2 separate regions of the Mus musculus genome follow, and region 2 is linked to region 1. A link is a contact called in public Hi-C data. All regions are on one chromosome and are shown on one strand. Each heading gives the region's core, a stretch centred on a gene start, on an enhancer-like site or on the middle of the called end of the contact. The rest is flanking DNA. Distances are from core to core; before and after follow the strand shown. Region 1 overlaps Scfd2 (Sec1 family domain containing 2). Region 2 has its middle 90 kb from the start of Lnx1.

Evidence for each region. Hi-C and Micro-C count contacts between places; a contact is called where the count stands out from the background.
Region 2: a contact with region 1 is called in a Hi-C map of the 3T3-L1 cell line, with 5 times the contacts expected there. The contact joins two enhancer-like sites. A contact is called at or near these places in 1 of 484 Hi-C or Micro-C datasets (the 3T3-L1 cell line) and 1 of 9 other capture datasets (embryonic stem cells).

The regions. Positions count from the first base shown.
Region 1 is chr5:74,334,914-74,339,867 of GRCm38.p6, forward strand. All of the region lies in intron 5 of Scfd2 (Sec1 family domain containing 2), which reads right to left. The region is part of intron 1 of Gm32064 (a long non-coding RNA gene); the gene reads left to right. Among named protein-coding and RNA genes, the nearest start is that of Gm32064, 21 kb to the left of the region's middle. Within about 2 kb of position 2,133, at least 15 of the 459 cell types and tissues checked have an H3K27ac peak or open chromatin away from gene starts, as enhancers often do.
Region 2 is chr5:74,791,185-74,795,571 of GRCm38.p6, forward strand. No RefSeq gene overlaps it. Among named protein-coding and RNA genes, the nearest start is that of Lnx1, 90 kb to the left of the region's middle. Within about 2 kb of position 1,252, at least 196 of the 459 cell types and tissues checked have an H3K27ac peak or open chromatin away from gene starts, as enhancers often do.

The DNA.
Region 1 (4,954 bases), core at 883-3,382:
ACAGTTGAAAGATTATTCTAAAATTGCTGATATAAAATTTTTTGCAACCTAGATAAAAATCCTTGCTGAATTAAATAAGTGCGCTGGTTTTAGCTATTTAGTTGCTTCCCTGCTTGGAGAAGTGGGGTACAGAAAACCGTGGGGACCATTCAATCTTCAAATCTGCTACCAGACATATGCTGTGCATATCTTCATAAAGGCTTTTATTATGTGGTCCTTAAGCAGCATATACATGCCAGATGGGTAGACTGAAATATAAAACACTTCTCAGAAGAAGCTATTATTGGGTCAGTAATATGCTAATTAAAAGGGCTTATGCAACCATCTGGGAGACCCCCAATGGCAAAAGCTTATTTCTAGAACTTCACTGCAGCTGCATTCTATATAGCCTCCTGTAGATTTAGGGGTGTCTGGAAAATCACCCCTGTTGGCACTGGGGGAAAGGCCTTGGTGAGTTGACGGGGCTCACAATGTGTTTCAGGTTGGACAGGGATTTGCAATTCCTGCATGACTTGGTAGACATAGTTTTAATGGTCAAATTTCAGTAACAACTCTCTGCAAATTACATCACCATCTCACTATATCTGTAGACTCACCCCCACCGAGCACAGAAAGATGGCATTTAAATAAGGAGATGAACTATATGGTGTGACTCACCAAGGGAGTAACTTGTCCACCCAAGTGTCTAGGTTGGGGGCATTGTAAGGATAAGCACTGGGTGGAAACAGGCAACGAATGAACCAAATTGTTTGTGCCCTTGTAAGTGTGGGCCAGGGCCAGGGCCAGTCTGACGTTGCTCTCAGGAGATACATAAATGGCTGCTTCAAACACTTACTAAGAGTCACTCTTTATCCAGCCTGATTCTCCAGGGCTTATGGAACCCTGAAGTTTATTACTAACTCTATGAATTTTATTTTTATATTTGTCCTCTTTGTTAGGGTAACAATGTGGCAAATAAATATTCCCATTTGTTAAGACAAGTAGCGGGAGTAATAGGCTCTGTCACAGGGAAAAAGCCCGTCTCACATACATCCAGGAGTAAAGAGCTGGCTAGTCTCAAGGATCAGAATAAAGCATATCATGTTCTGCTGGGCAGGCAAAGCCATTCTTGACAGGGAAGCATAGCTGGTTTTCCTGACGTCCTCTGTTTGTAATGGAAGCCCTAATTCCCCAGCCCAAATCTGGAAGTGCATAAAGTCACTGTTCTGGTTTCAAGAATCCAGTGCCACAGACATTCATTTCTATGTAGGTAATGTACGGCTTCTCCTTTAAAAGACCAAATCCCATGTTCTGACAACACGGGCCTTCCTTTCCTTTGTTCAACTCAGCTAGAGCTAGCCAACGGGAAGGATCTGACTCAGCTTGGTCCAAAAAGCCACGCTCTTTAGCTTTCTTGAATCAAAAAGAAAGAGAAATGAATGCTCGCCTTCCCCAAAACTAGAATTTTAAGGCAGGGTCCAATATCTAAATAAATAAAATAACATGTCCAGGAACATATACATGGAAAAGCTCTGGCTTCACATAATGCCCCCAGGGAATGTTACAATTCTATCTCGAGGTTCTTCAACTTAGACAGATATATGGTTCCCACCAAACGGGCTAACAGAGGCCCTTGATCGCTCTGCAATCCTCCCTTCTCAGAGCAGCCTCTACAGGTTCCTTTAGGAATGCACTGACTGTTATCTAATTGAGATCCCTGGCTTACCACAGCTAGAGGGATGGGGCTTTCTCTGGCTTTGGTCATCTGGACCTTGTGAGTTAGAATGGTTGTGGGGCCAGAGGGACTCTTTCTAAAAGAAACTGTCACTTTAGCATTTGTAACCAAGGCAGCATATGTGACCATCAACAAACACTATGATATCACACATTAGCCAAGTGACTTCTCTTTAAATAAGGGAAGGTAGTTAGGGAACTGCCTCAGTAAGACTTTACTTCAAAACGCCGGCGGAGGCCGTCTTTCAGATGGAACGAAGGAAGGCACCATGAGGAGCCATCAGACGAAGCCCCCATCGGCAAGGAGTGAAGTCAGAGAGATGGCCTCCCGCCAAAAGAACTCAGGAAGCAGATGGCAGCCAAATTAAAGTGTCATGATTAGGCTAGAGATCTCAGGTGGCTGTCAACTAGCAAATATAAATGCGTCAGGGGGACTCAGCGTTGAGAGAAGAACGCAGCCATGCACAACACTAAATGATTGCCGTGGAACTCAATGCCTGTGTAAATAAAAATTAACTCAAACAGAAAGGAAAATAGAATAAGCATCTGGAACAAAATGTCAGCTGATTACAACAGAAGACGGGAACGGGGCAGGCGAGAGATGTCACAGGGCTAAGGGCCTTACTGTGCTGAATACACAAAAAGAATTATTTTCAGTATTCCTCCATGTTTGAATACCACATACATTACATACATATAAAATATTACAAAAAAGAAAAAGCTTTCTTAGAACACATACCAGATTTTTCAGTGGTAACTGGGAGTAAAACAGAGATATTTGAGTCTTTCTACATTATTTATGCTTTTTAAAACTTTAAAAATTCTTTCTTAAAAATTTAGAAATATTTCAAAATGACTAAACATTTGCAAAGAACAGAATGTCTCTTATTTGTGGACACTGACATGCTGATTACACATACTGTGTTTGATAAGCAAAATATGTCACAATTAATTACAGAAGGTTGGCAGCTCTGCCATTCATTGTCCAAACTCCTTTGAGAAAGGACTTGTCTTGTGTTGGCAAGAAGCACAGTCAGTGGACAGCCCCCAGTGCCCAAGCCACTGTACCAAGCTCAGCTTCTGAGTCCTGGCCAGTCCCTCAGGAGTGCCAGCCAGTGACTGAAGATGGGTGTGTGCTGGTCTTGTCTACTTCCTCTAACCCACGGTCCTTGGGTTGCTCATGCCTTGCTTAGACTTTACCCGCGTGGAGCTTCTCCCTCCTTCCAGTTCTGGTTTTGCTCTTTTGTCCCAAGTGTCAAACTGACATTGCAGAGGGGTCTCTGCTGTCTCCCTCTTTACCATCAAGGCCCTAATGAAGCTCTTGGCCTTCCAGTTCTATCCTAGTTCTGCTCCCTGAGGACCGAGGCAAAACAAACAGAGGTCTCTGGGGGTCTACAGTTGCCACGGCACTCTCCTTCTGTGGCCTCTACTCTCCACCCCCAACCCTGGAATCCTTTGTCAAACCTGACTATTCTTTTGTTTGTTCCTACGATTCTGCCCTTATTGGTTATGTAGGAAGCAAGCACATGATCCTAGATGCCCCAATCACTATAATCTCTAATAAATTCCCCTCCTCCTTCATGTCTGTTTACTGGATCACAAACCACCATGACAGGTGAGTGCAGGCAGTGTATAGATGTGGAGATCAGAGGACATCTTGCAGGAGTTGGTTTGCTCTTTCCATATAAGTCCTATGAACTGAGTTTGTCAGGCTCCATAACAGTGAATCGTCTTACCAGTCCTGTAGGTACCTTCTCTTAGTACTAGAAATCTAAGTACTTAGAAAGCAGATGTCTCACAGTATACTGTGCTGGTTTTATGGAGATTCCTTTAGAGGAATCACCATATTTCACTGGGTTTTTATTATAAAATGCTAAGTTTATACCTTTAAAAGTTTGATCCCAAAAATGTGAAGTGTGAGATTGGGTGTGAAGCACTAAACCAGGGTCGGAGGACCTGGTTTTCATTCCCAGCTTTGCTACTGACGGGTTACATGATGCTGGGCAAGCCACTTTCCTTCTCTGGGCCTTGATTTTTGTGATTTAAAATGTGAAGATTTTAAATAAGCTTACTTATCATGGTTTATTCTAAGTATGGTACTGGCTGGTACAGAGAGGTAAAGGTGGGCTTTGAAATAGGCATAGAGATGGCAGGAGAGGGAAAGGTACTGGTGATCTTAAGTTGACAGGAGGCAATCTGGAAAAAAACTTGGGCAGGTGAAGGAAGGAGCCATATTTTTCACTTACTGTTGTCTTAGCCCCTGCTCTTGGCTTGAGCCAAAACCAACTCACTACCACTACCACCACCTCCTTCATCACCATCTCCACCTCCATTTCCTCCTCCACCACCACCTCCACCACCTCCTCTTCCTCCTCTAGCACCACCTGTTGCAGAGAGATCAGCAAGCTGAGAGACTGTGGGACACAGCATGTCTGGCTGATCTGAGGAGGTTGTAGAGGTGGGGTGGCTAACATGGGACAAGAGAGATGGAAGTGAAGTCGGTAAGGTTTGAGATATGCAGCAGCCCCCTCCCACCCCCCACCCCCACCCCCCGGCCACTGCAGATACTTTAGCTTTTTGCCTAAATATGGGGGGGGGGGGCTCCTGAAGGGGTGTTTGAGAGATGGTCTGATGATGTTTTGAAGGGACAATTGGATTGTGTGATACCAACAGGTTACAGAAGAGCAAGGGAAGGAGCATGGAGAGTACTTAGACCTCTTGGAGTGATAAGTGTGCAGACATCAGCCCAGCACTGAGCCCTCAGTGTCCTTCCCAGATGTGCTTCTTTAGTTACTCTGTCTGTCTTCAAACTGCTACCCCATGACCATTGGTATCCAAACCAGAAACCTTTCACAACTGAACCATCAACTGTCCTGCAGCACCTCATAGAAGCTGTTCCCTCCCTTCTGACCACCCTTAGTGACTGTCATCATCACTTCCTGAGACATGCTGGTGCTCTCCGAACAGGGGTCCTTGTGTCCAATGTCCCTTAGCCCAGTGATGTTGCCAAGACCCAAGCTTGTTAGTCCACAGCTCCTCTTCCTCCTCTTCTAGGTGGATGTTAATTTTTAGCTTCCAATGTGTTTGTTACAATCCAAATAAGCACAGAGGTTAGGTATCTACTAAGGGATGAAATAGAAGAGGCTCTCTGAAGGACGGGAAATAGAATATTTTGTTATGAAGAGACAGAGAGTAGACTGGAGTGAAGATTAAATAAGGAGGGTCATCTGGTCATCTGAAA
Region 2 (4,387 bases), core at 2-2,501, 460 kb after region 1:
GTAGCCATGGTTACCTGCCCACTGAGGGCCCATCAGTGGTCCATCATTTGTAAGGGAGGGAGGCCTCCTCATGAGGCCTAGCCTTCCTTGAGGAGTTCTTGGCAGCTAACAGGGTATCAGGGGAGGGGAGGGGAGGGGATTTTCCTCCTGGCCACAGGTAGGTCGTCCAGACTTTAGGAAATAGTATTCCTATCCAAGCTCATGTAAACAATGCTGATTAAAATCAGTAAGTTGTGAGTGGGGACGGGGAGGAAGAACAGAAAAAATGTCAGGAAAGTAGGAGAGGGACTGGGTGGAAGGAATATGGAGTTCAGCAAGAGGGGACAAGAAAGAATGGGGGAGAGTGAATTTAGTCAAAATACATTATATATAGATAGATATAAATATAGATAGCTATAGATATGCATACACATACGTAATTGTCACACACAGACATACAAAGAGTTCATGACAAAATACACAGTACCTACATTATCTGGATTTTTAGAAAGCTACAGTCTTCATGCCCTTGAGAAGGCCTGAAACAAAGAAAATTAGTGTATATTATAATATGTACGGTAACCCACTGTGTCTGCTCTGCCTTCATGGGGTCAATCAAACACAGACAACAATGTTTATGAAAAACAACCGCATCTGTCCTAAACATGTACACTCCTGTTTTCCTGGTCATTTTCCCCTAAGCAATAACTGCAGCTACTCACAGCACTTACATTGATTTGTGTGAAACAAGTAATCAGGAGATTGCGTGGGTTTTATGCAAACACTATCCATCTCACAGAAGGTACTCGAGCATCCTTGCATCTCAGTATCCACTGGGTACTGGAGCCAATCGCAGGAGGACACCAAGAAACAGTCCTGTTTATATGCTTTTCAGGTAAAGACAATTCCAGACCGCAAGGATCAGGTGCAGGTCGTGATTCAGATCTGTGCTCTCAGAATACAGAACAGAATCTTTTGTCTAGCATGCCAGACCTGTCATGAAAGCTGTTCAAGTAAGAGATCGGGCGGGCACTGTGAAGCAGGGGGAGGCTGACAAGTGGCCAGGACACCCGGGGGTCAGGAAGCAACTCCCTGGAGCATAGTCCCTGCGGTACCATCTCCTCTAGCTTCATGGCTACTTACAAGCTATCCTGACCCTAGAAAGGGATCTAAGGAGAAAGCTACTGCGCTGAGCCTAGGAGGCAGCAAACAGCTTTGGGAGAGGAGCCACAACAGCAGGGAAGCAGTGCCAAGAACAACAGGAAGCTCGAAGCCACGCCCCTGCTCGTTGAGCGAGCGCAGGCCTGGAAGCCTGGGTTATTTGCTCCAAAGAGCCTTGAGCAGATGTTACATAAACAAAACCTCCACTGACTCCAATTCTGGGTCTGGCCTAAAATAGCCCCGGGGCTAGACTCTGTCATTCCTAGTGGTTCCCCATGTGTGCAAACTACTGCCCTCATTGAACCATGTTGGTGGACACACTGCAGCCTCCTCAAGGGACAGCTTCCCCTAGGACCAAAAGCAAGGCTCCTTGACTGCCCGTGGTGGCCCAGACACAAGGCGTCCCTCTAAGATCTCTGGTGGCTGCTGGCTCCTCTCTCCAGGAGGCAGGAAGTTGGGGGAGGAATGTTTAAAAAGTCTCCCCCCACCGCTTTCTTCCCCCTCTTCTTTCTCCTCCATCTTCCCTTTTCCCCCTCTCTTCTCCTCTTCCTCCTCTCCATCCTTCCCCTCCCCATCTTTCACCCCTCCTCTTTCCCCACTTCTCTCTCTCCTACTCCTTTGTATAATGTGGAGAAACCCGAAGCAGAAGCAAGCTTTCCAGGTTACCGCGGGTGCAGGCGGTAGTAGAGTTCCTTCTTGGGGCTTTTATTTGCAATTGATTTAAGACTGTCGCTGTGCTCCCGACTGACTTTGTGCTTGTACAAGTTTCCCAGACCTGTTTGGGTTTCAGCTCCTTTGTGCTACATACAGAAAACCAGTCCAGTGTGAACATCTGGAGGCTTGAACATCTGTGCCCCAGCAAGGGGTCACTCCAGCGTTACCACTACTTCAGCATGGGTCCCTGGAAACTGTTAATCATCTTTTTCTCCTTGGCCGCTTGCCTCTCTCTAGAATCTTACAAGCAAATCTTAAAGCAAAGCAAAAAACAATAAAGCAATGTCTATGATTCAAAAATACTGGTGCCAGATACTTGCTATATGTTTAGTACTATAGAAAGTATCCGATGTGTTTCCTTTTGTTTAATTTTCACTGAACAGTCCTATGAAATTTGAAGTTATTACCTCCAGGAGACAGATAATGACAGGTTAGAAAAAATAACGATAGGACTTGCCAGAATTTCTACAGGGGTGGGACAGGGCCCAGAGCTGGCAGGGACTGACTGTGTCAGAGAACATCTGCCAGGCCTCATAGCTCCTCCTCTTGGTTTTCTTTCTGCTCAAAGTCCAAGCTACTCTATCTTTTGCCCTTCTAATTAAACACAGCAACCAGTGTTCATCCTAACATGGTCTCTGAGACCCAATCGGCCAACATGCTATTGACATCAGGAAAAAAAAAAAAAAAAGGTATGACGCATACGGAGGAAGTGTTGAGATTATATTTTTTTTTTCAGTACTTGTACTTTGAAAGAGGTCTTTGTGTTTCTCTGGGTTAGAGCCTCCCAGATGTAGTTGTTAGCCCCGAGCCTAAGTTCTAAGCCCCCTAGAGGAAGGCTGAAACCATATGTAGACAAGAAGAGGCCTATAAGAGGCCAGTACTCAGGCTAGGGCCAGTGCCAGCTGCAGGGAGCAGGGAGGGCTCATGTCACTTGGGAACTCTTAGCTTCCTGAAGATTTTAGTTCTGACCCCAATTGTCTCTTGAGTCTGGGACCCTCAGGGATTTCTGTTCTAGGATGGTACACTCTTCCCCTTAGAACTAAGGCAACTTTACCGTTAGACAGAATCAAATGGCATATATATGGTGGGACTGGGTGGACCTATATGTTAGAACTTTAGGTGCCAGGACCAGAATACCTAAGGGAAACATTTAAATGGGAGGATTCTTTTGGCTCACGGTTTCAAAGGGCTCAGTCCATGGTTACTTGGTTCTGTGGAGAAACGTGGGTCATGGTGGTACCATCATGTATGTCTAACCAGAAAGCAGAAGTGACAAGGGATCTGGGGACTTGTCATAGCTCTCACGAGCATACCCATTTTGACCCACTTCTTCCATATAGGTTCTACTTCCTAAGGCTTCTAGAACCTACCAGAATAGCACTACCAGTTGGGGTCTAAGCCTTCAGTGCATGAACCTCTTTTGGGGGGGGGGGGGCGACACTTCATGCTCAAACTCTCGCATCCTACCTGTATGGAGCTTTTATTCCTTATTCATCCAAACATCCCTAACAGTCCTGAGATATCTGCTATGTGCCGAATTCTAAAATAGTGGCTATGGTCCCTGACTTTCCAGAGCTGGAAATCTAGAGCAGGGGATGAAGAGAAAGCAGCTGTTGCAAAGGCTGGGGCAGATGCAGCAAGGAGTTTTGGAAACACAACTGAAGCTCTGCTTTGGTCTGGGTGCTGAGCACTGGGGTTTATCTGTGTTGTGGCTGAGGGAAGGGGCATGAATATATACACAGTGGTTTCCCAGGAGAGATTGCCCCACGCTCTCTCTTCTCTGGAAACCCCGGGTGCCCAAGATTTGAGCTACGGTACTGAATACTATGCCTGGCCTCCCCCACCGCCCTTTACTCATGTCTCCCCAAGAGAGCAGGCATGATTTATCTGACTGGGGAGTCAGGAGGAGTTCAGAAGGGGAAACTGGGACAGGGTGACTCAGCTGCTTTTCTGGGGTGGGTCACTCCCTTCTGAGCCTGAGTGTAGTTTCTAGAAGATGGCTGTTGCCAGAAGGTGCTGACCATGTAGCTGTGGGAGTGAGTTCAGGATGGGGGAGAGAGAGATTGTACTAAGCCCATTTGGCTACATTCTACAACCTAGCCATCATTAGTATTTCCTGTTTTGGTCTCCTTTTGCCTGATGCTTGTGGTAAGGAAGAAGGTAAGCAGACTCCTTTGAATTGTAACACAGATGACACTTAAGTATGGTTCATAAGTGAATGGTGGGCATGTGGTCACCACTCTGGCCTGACTGACAGGAATGTACATCCCATCTCTAAGACTTGAATGACTGACCTGGAGATCGGTAGGGTCGCCTTGCCCCTCCCCTACCTCTGCAGCTCCCTTCTGCCCTAGCACTGCAGTAACACAACAGGAGAATGCAGGACGAAAGAAATGAGTCTGAATGGTTCTGTTCAGGTGTGGACTGGTTCCACATGGTCACCAGCTTTCTTTGGTCCAAGCCTGGAAGCTCACCTTATCTCTAGAGAAGACTCTCAGGATAGCTGCCTTCCTTCTCTTCTAAGACACCTTCC